Regions from separate parts of the Mus musculus genome. Here region 1 is linked to region 2. A link is a contact called in public HiChIP or PLAC-seq data. All regions are on one chromosome and are shown on one strand. Each heading gives the region's core, a stretch centred on a gene start, on an enhancer-like site or on the middle of the called end of the contact. The rest is flanking DNA. Distances are from core to core; before and after follow the strand shown.

Region 1 (3,987 bases), core at 172-2,671, 110 kb after region 2:
ACACCTTTAATCCCAGCATTAGGGAGACAGAGGCAGGCAGATTTCTGAGTTTGAGGCCAGCCTGGTCTACAGAGTGAGTTCTAGGACAGCCAGTTCTACACAAGACCCTGACAAGAAGAGAGAGAGAGAGAGAGAGAGAGAGAGAGAGAGAAGAAGAAGAAGAAGAAGAAGAAGGAGGAGGAGGAGGAAGAGGAGGAGGAGGAGGAGGAGGAGGAGGAAGAGGAGGAGGGGGGAGGGAGGGAGGGAAGGAGGGAGGGAGGGAGGGAGGGAGGGAGGGAAGGAAGGAAGGAAGGAAGGAAGGAAGGAAGGAAGGAAGGAAGGAAGGAAGTCAAGAAAAATCCAATCCAATAGTTTCTGACTCTCAGGGACTTTCAAAATTACAACTGTATACTTTTACATTCTAATTTTATCAATGGACGATGAAATAAAGTATGGCCAATCAAGAAGAAACTAGAAAACGATTAATCTAAGTTTGGAAAAAAGATAAAAATTGATTTAAACAGATATTTTACTTTATAATACTTTCAGATTTATAAAAAAAATTGAAAAGATACAGTTCACATAGAGCCCACAGCCAACTTTATCCTGTTATTTATGCATTTACTTTTACTGTAAATGACAACTAAACTCTACATACATTTGGAGTGCAATGTGATTTGATAAAAAACATTTTATGTGTATGGTGGTTTTGCTTGCATGTATGTGTATGTATCAGATGAATGCAGTGCCCATGTAGGCTACACAAGAGTGTCAGGTTCCCTAGCACTCAATGAGAGATAGCTGTGAGCTGCCATATGGGTGCTGGGGACTAAAACTAGATCCTGTCGAAAAGCAGCCAGTGCTCCTAACCAATGAGCCATCCATCCAGCCCCAAAATGATGTTTTAATAGATGTCTACATTGTGAAATATTATACCAGAGTAAGCATATCTATTGCTTCAATTTTTTATTTTTTTTTTTATTTTTGGTGAAACATTCAAAATCTTCTAGCTTTTTAATACTTTATAGCTATCTATAGTCATTTACAGATGTTTAACCTACTTATCCTAAATATAACTTAGTGTACACCAATTAACCTTGTTCTATCACACACACCCATTGCCAAATGAGTTAATCAATATCAAAGCAATTATTAACTAAAACTTCCACCTCTCCTTAGTTTTCACCTTTTCTAAACAGGAACCATAAAACGTGAGCTCCATACAGAAAGATCACATCAAACTCAGAGATCCATTTACCTCTGTCTTCTGAGTGCTGGGATTAAATACATTAAATTATAGGCCAGGATTCTATAAGTACTGCCCATAGCATCAATGAAGTCTTTAAGTGAGAGAGTAAGTTGATACTGCTTATGATGTACAGGACAAAGACAGGGACAAGTGATTGTTCTTTTGGCCATGACTGAATTCAAGATAAGGATTAAACAAATAAAAATGGACAGGCAATCCTGCCAAAAACAGCTTTGATAAGTCTCAAACCTAGAAGAGGCAATACTCTCAAAACTCTGAAGGCAAATATGAGTATTACAGAAACAACAGATACATGGACTGCTGCAATGACTGAGGCACTCAATACTAAGATACTGAGGTTGATTCCAGGAAAAGCACTGTGCAGGTGTCTCCTGAAGCAAGAGCAAGTGTGGGCCACTAAAATGCCTATGGCAGATGGCACAATCAGTTTTGGTACTCCAAAGACAGTAACCCATGAGATCATTACAAGGATGGTAACATTTCAGGGTATTTTATAGTGACAGGCACTCTTACCACACAATTGTGCTTAATACAGGATGCCAGACACTCACTGCTACCAAAGGCCAACCTGGAACAGTAGCTTCTGAGTTCACTCTCTTACCAAATATTATTAAGGACATGGACACTCATAGGAGCAAGCAAAGCAAACACAAGCTTTGTTAAAAGATATTAAAGTAAATTTAAATGAAAGTTAAAAGGAAGTCCCAAAAGTGGAAGAGATGCCAAGAGAGGAAACGTTGAATTATTTTGTCTTGTGATTTTTCTAGAACTGTGGTAAAAACTGGGGAAGAGATGAGATAATCACTATGAGATTGGTTAGTCCACTGGGCTATCACAGGCTTGAGCCACTGGGGGCCCATTTGCTCTAGGCATGTCCTGTCTCAACCAAAGAGATTATCCATAATCTGTTTACATGAAGTTCACCAGTGACAGGTAGTTGAAGCCCCCAATCCTGCTTTGTCCATCTCTGACTTCAGCTTTAAAAGTTGTGGGCCTTAACTGTCTGCTAGTTAGTAATTACTGGCTAGTGTTGCTACCTCCAATCCTGTAGGTGTCTCAGTGCTGTTAATCACACTAAGCTCTTTTTGTTCCTCACAGCCATCAGAGAACAGCTACAGATGTTCTTATTAACTCCTGATTTATAAATCAGTTCTGGGTCTCTTTCCTGACATAAGTAGAGGCTTTCTTAGAAACTATTTTTACTTAGTCTGTTATAATTGCCTACATTAGAAGTAAGAATGTGTAAAACAGCAATAGTTCCCAGCGTACATTCTCAGGAGTGAGGACAAGATTCACAAAAGATAGCCTGCCAGTCCACCAATACTGGTCCGTCTATCTGTTGCCAGTCCACCAATACTGGCCTGTCTATCTGTTTTGCTCTTATGTCTCCTAAGCTATCTCATACTCAGTTGTAAGCACTTTGTTCCTCATCCCTTATAGTTCTGATTAAGCTGTTTTAACACTAACCTTCCTCCCTTTTAACCTCAGCTCTGTTTGTCATTGCAAGACCTATGAGTTACTTGAAGTTTTCACAATGGGCCCTTTTCTCTTACTACCTACAAAAACCCAGCTCCTGAATCAGAAATAGACATCCCTTTCAAAACCTCAAATGTGAAGCTTCCGATTACCCCTAAGTAAAATGACTCCTGCTGACACCTCCCAATCCAGCCCCGCAACTTTGTATTGTGAAAGACAACACCTGATGACTAAGTGGAAAGTAAGAAGCAGAAGAGCAACTGTGGAGCGAGCAAGAGAACGAAGCTACTTCTTCTGTTTTAGAATTCTGTTCACTGAATAAACCATAATAGTAATTTTTCAAATGAAAAAAAAACATGAATGCAAAGATATTACACATAAAAGTTTGTGGACTACCAAAACAAAAAAGTTACACTTACAGATAAGTACATATAGCATTCTCAAGTGACCTAGGAAAAGGAATTTGAAGTCCTGAGTTAATTACACACAATTAATGTGAAGAAAACAAAAAGAGATGATACTGAACTAGAAAAATAGCAATAAAAGTATCAATAAAGACAAAAGCTATTTCTTAGCAAACAAACCTGCTACCTAGCTGTTTCCTCTGAACTGAACTACTGGAGGGAAGAGAGAGGCCCATTTAGATCCCCAAAGCTAAGAAAAATTGGGCTTAGAAAATAATGCTCAAAACTTCAGGTATTTTTAAGATTCGCAAGGTCCCTCCCCAAGATTATGCCATCAGTAATCGATTGCTGAGGAGAAGGACTGCCTAAGAATTGGTCAGGGAGCTAGCTCTAGGAATGCAGCTTTTATAAGTTGTCACCTATGCTGCGGTAATGCAACTACATAGATTTTCATGTTCTTCAACCATGCTCTTAAAAATAACTCCAGTGAACCATTGGCTCACCAAGCTGGATTTGGATGCAACTGTTTCTTTGGTCTGTTGTCAGTACTCTGCCTAGAAAGAATGAATATTCATTCACATCTCCCAAGAAAACTAACAAAACAATAAGAAATGAATAGCTTGCAAGACTAATGAAGAAAGAGAGCCCTAAAACAGAACAACGCCCATAAAAACATACCAATGTACCAGATGTAGTAATACATCACTGAAAGAAGTTTGAAGGGCCCAAAATTGGAGTTCTGAGGGTTAGGAGATTAAAGTCAAGGGTAAGAAACCAAGTGGTGGGCAATCAAGACTGACCAAGGCTGACTGGACAGCCCCAGCTAGCACCAAAGAATAAAACCAGGTTATATTGAAA
Region 2 (4,085 bases), core at 1,184-3,683:
GGTTCATTTACACTTTAACCTAGGCAGCAGTATCTACAAAACAAATCAAGAACATTAAAACAAAACAAAACCACTTTAGAAGGAAGTTAGACTGTAACATAAAGGCCTCAGAAAGGACCTAACAGTGTAATGGATTCCTCAAGAGGCTGAGAACTAATGGAAGTGGTATTGATTCTTTCTAAAAGATCCACCAGCAAGATCAAACTTTGACAAAGAATTGTGCCTCATTTTGAATATTTAAAGGTCAAAATGTCATGAAATCATTTTTCACATCCAACATTATCTTTCTTAACTTATCTTTCACCGTTAGTGAAAGAAATTTTTGGAAAAGAGGTAGTTTAACAACTATAAATGGAATCTGAGGACAGCACCAAAAGACAGCAAGAAAGAAAACCCCACGAACCAAGGCATAAGAAGAGATGAGAGAGCACAGAGACAATATGAGCTGAGTGCTTGAGCAGATGCAGGTGCAGAAGAAATGTCACTGTAAAGAATGCTAAGAAATATTTTAATTAATTATTTGTTTATTTCAGTGTTGCAGGACTAAGCCCAAGGTCATCAGCTTGATAGACAAGTTCCCTTACACCAACCACGGTCACCAGCCCCATAAAATATCTTAATTTCCTTTGTTTGTTTGTTTGTTTGTTTTTGGTTTCCAACAGAGTTTCTGTATATAGCACTAGTTGTCCTGGAATTCCCTCTACATATCAGATTGGCCTCAAACTTAGAGACCTACCTGACCCTGCCTCCTGAGTGCTGGAATTAAGGCTTTATTTTATAGATCACTGTTTATAAATGTTCAAGTAAAATTAAAAGAGATGTCCAATTATCAACATGCCTTTGGAGGCAATGAATAATTTTGCTCCCCCAATTCTAGACGTCAGCTTTAGGGGATAGATCAGAGAAGAGATTCTGAAAGACAGTACTTCCTTCCCTTCCTGTGCCAGGCGTGTTTTAATCTAAAAACCAGAAATTCAGTTTTGTCTCATTAAGAGAGCTTCTGCATGGTCCAATCTTGGAGATGAGGCACTAGATTTTCAGGCTCGAGTGGGGTGCATTTTTCAACTCATCAGCCAAAAGGGGCCGCCTTTTAAAAAATATTCTCAAAACAGAGGGGGCAGGGTGAGGGGGAGTGTTGAAAAGCAGATAGATTCTGAGAATCCACTGTTGTCACTACAACTACCATCATCATTTATCTTATCGTTATTTATGTATCAGACACTTCGATGAGTGATCTACAAACATTTTATTTAGCCCTCACCACTCTGACACATCAGTGCTATATCCATTTTACAAATGTAGAAACACACCATAAAGGGTTGGGCATCCCACCCAAAGGTTAGACAGATAACAAAACCTCAGAACATACTTGAAACTAGACAGATAGTCACTGCCTTTCTTGTGAAATAAGATTCACTTACTTTTGTAAATCGTAAAGTATTAAAAAAAAAGTACAGACCACAATCGAAACCTAATGCTACCACTTTCAGAGGTGCCAAGTTTCATAAATTAATTCCAGTTTCCTGAGGAGTGAAAAAGATAATAGTCGCATTTATGCTTGTTGTGAGCTAACTATATATAAAAATGGTCTTAACACAGAGGTTGTGGGTCACTGCAAACCACTGGTTATTTTAATCCTACTTCACCCTCTGATTATTGGCGGCCACAAACACAACAGAAAGAAACAAAAGCTGATCGCAGTCAAGTGCATTAGCGCCAACACTAACGGTCACTATGCTCTCAAGTTTCTGACTGCAAAACAAGTAAGTGGCACTGCCCTTCCTTCGCGTCGCGTGTGCAGTGAGCCCAAAGCCCTGGACACAGGTGCAGGAGCTTGCTAGGACTTCACCCAGGCCCAGCTTTGCACCGAATTCAGTAGCACCTTTTCCCTCAGCACGCAGCCTTTCCTCCACCGTTCCCCCACACGACCGGTTCGTCTGGTTCACCAATCTTTCCCCGCTGAGCGGGACCGAGATTTCGGGGCTGTAACCCTTCGCCCCACCCTGCCCTTCCACTCGAGGCCCGCGGATCCCCGGCAGGGTTCTTCAGGTGCGCGAGCCGCAGGCCCAGGAGGCGCTCGCGGCCCCCAGGCTGACCCCCAGCCCCGGACTTCCACGGGCCGCGGACCCAGCACGCGACACTCGGGAGTCCCCAGAGTGGGCACCGGAAACCCACGGAGCACTTCCAGCGCCCGGGGCCCGGAGGGACGGGCCATGGAAGCCTGAGGGCCCTAAGTCTTCCCGCCCGGGACCGGCCCGCTTCCCGGGAGGCTGCAGGCTTGGGCTGGGACACACGGCTCCGGAGCTGGGAAAAGTCACGCACTCACGTGCTATATCGCCGCAGAAGTCGAGTGAGGGTGGAGAGCCAGCGAGGAGCACCGCAAGGCGGCAGGACCGCAGGGGCTTTACTGGAACCTGAGGGCTGGACCGCGGAGGGGCGGGGCTCGTGGGCGGAGTCCCGGAGCGGAGGGGCGAGGGCGGAGCTTGTGGGCGGGACCAAGGTGAAGTTTTGCTTTTGATAGGGAGCTTGCTGCCCAACCCATTTCAACCCATTTTCACTCCCAGTTTTCTTTGCTGCGCCTCAACCCGCTGACCTTTTAAAGAATTCTTACAAAACCCGTAATTGACTTTAGGCAGTAAAATATCTGATCTGGTCTGGGGGGGAGGGGGGGGGGGCTCGGAAGTGAAGAGCACTTGTTGCTCTTGCAGAGTTCCCGGTTTGTAGCTCACAAACATCTAGCACATTCCAGAGGATCTGGCATTCTCTTCTGATCTCCCCAAGGCAGCAGGCAGGTGTGTGTGTATGTGTGTGTGTGTGTGTGTGTGTGTGTGTGTGTGTGTGTGTACAAACATGCAAGCAAAACATTCATACATGCAAAGCAAAACAAATAAACCTTAAAAAAATAAAGAAAGAAAACAGATCTGGACAAGGAAATAGTGTGAAATGCCAGCTCTTAAGCATCCTTCTGTAGAGCGTACACCTTCCCAGAGTAATTTTACATGCTTATTTTATTTAATATATATTTATTTTATTTGGTCGTCACAAAAGCTTTGTTATGTGTTTAGCGCCACGTGCCTTTTCATAAGAATGGTGCAAGAAAATACTGTGAAATGTGGTAGGTAAACAGTTGTTCAATTTGCCTAAAGTCATCAGATTATGCTAATCTCAAAATGCCTATGGTGATGGGTACTCAAAGTCACATCCTTCTATTGAATGAAAATTTAAAATATCTGCTGGAAAAAAATGGGATAAAAATCAACAAAGACAAACGAACAGTATTACAAAAGTTACTTCACTTACATTGGTGAGGGGAAAAAGGCGGGGGGGGGGGGGGACACTCAATAGAAAGGACTAAAGAATGGAATGTGATATGTAAGCTTCCAGAGGAGAAAGGTCATCTCAGTCTTACCCAGCAGTGAACCCTAGAGCGCCAGTGATGAGCAGCCTGGAAAGACATGCCCTTTGTGCAATAGTGGCAGGAATATCATGGAAATAACTCACCACTTTCTGATTGGATTTAAGTTCCACTCCACTCCACAAAATGAAATCCATACCTGGCACTATTATCGAGGCAAAAACAACAGCTAGGCAGGTCACAGACCCAGGGGAGAATCTACTATAAATATTCTGCTCAATGGACAGAGTATCAAGTCAGCTCCTAATGGCTTTTCGTTAAACTCATAGATTAATGCACCTCTCCGCTCTCATCAGAGCAGCTTCTGTTTGCAGCCGTGGTGAACAGAGTCCCGCAAATGTCCAAGGCACAGAGGGTGAGACTAAGGAAAGCATACCCCTAAATGGGATAGTTGCATCATGCCCCCTCCTTCCAAGACCCAGCAGTGATCATTAAAGAAGACAGAAAGCAAAGAATGTAAGAGCTAGAGTCTTCTGGGCAGTTTTAAATGTGAGCTCACTGCAACTTTGACAGCCTGGAATGACCTGCAAAAGCTCAGGTTGGACAAATTCTCAGCATGGAGAGGGGCAATAGGTATAAAGTCTCACTCTTAGCTGTATATTAGTAATGTAGTAGCAACTGAAAACTGCTGGGAGAAAGTGAGTTTGTTTCCTTCAAGAGATTGCCTCTC

Evidence for each region. HiChIP or PLAC-seq counts read pairs in DNA pulled down with a chosen protein or histone mark.
Region 1: a contact with region 2 is called in a BATF HiChIP or PLAC-seq map of CD8 T cells, with 14 read pairs. The contact joins the enhancer-like site here to the promoter of Cpne3 in region 2. A contact is called at or near these places in 2 of 39 promoter capture datasets (the C10 cell line and pre-B cells), 4 of 484 Hi-C or Micro-C datasets (the G1E-ER4 cell line, Th2 cells, nephron progenitors and 1 more), 2 of 115 datasets of contacts at active chromatin or transcription factors (CD8 T cells and stem cell-derived neural progenitor cells) and 3 of 9 other capture datasets (adipose tissue, liver and pancreatic islet).

Annotation. Positions count from the first base shown.
Region 1 is chr4:19,679,795-19,683,781 of GRCm38.p6, forward strand. All of the region lies in intron 2 of Wwp1 (WW domain containing E3 ubiquitin protein ligase 1), which reads right to left. Among named protein-coding and RNA genes, the nearest start is that of Wwp1, 27 kb to the right of the region's middle. Within about 2 kb of position 1,422, at least 13 of the 459 cell types and tissues checked have an H3K27ac peak or open chromatin away from gene starts, as enhancers often do. A contact at or near this core is called in CD8 T cells and liver, where this site is marked.
Region 2 is chr4:19,567,675-19,571,759 of GRCm38.p6, forward strand. Cpne3 (copine III) reads right to left here and starts at 2,434. Exons shown (of 16, transcript NM_027769.3): 1 at 2,327-2,434.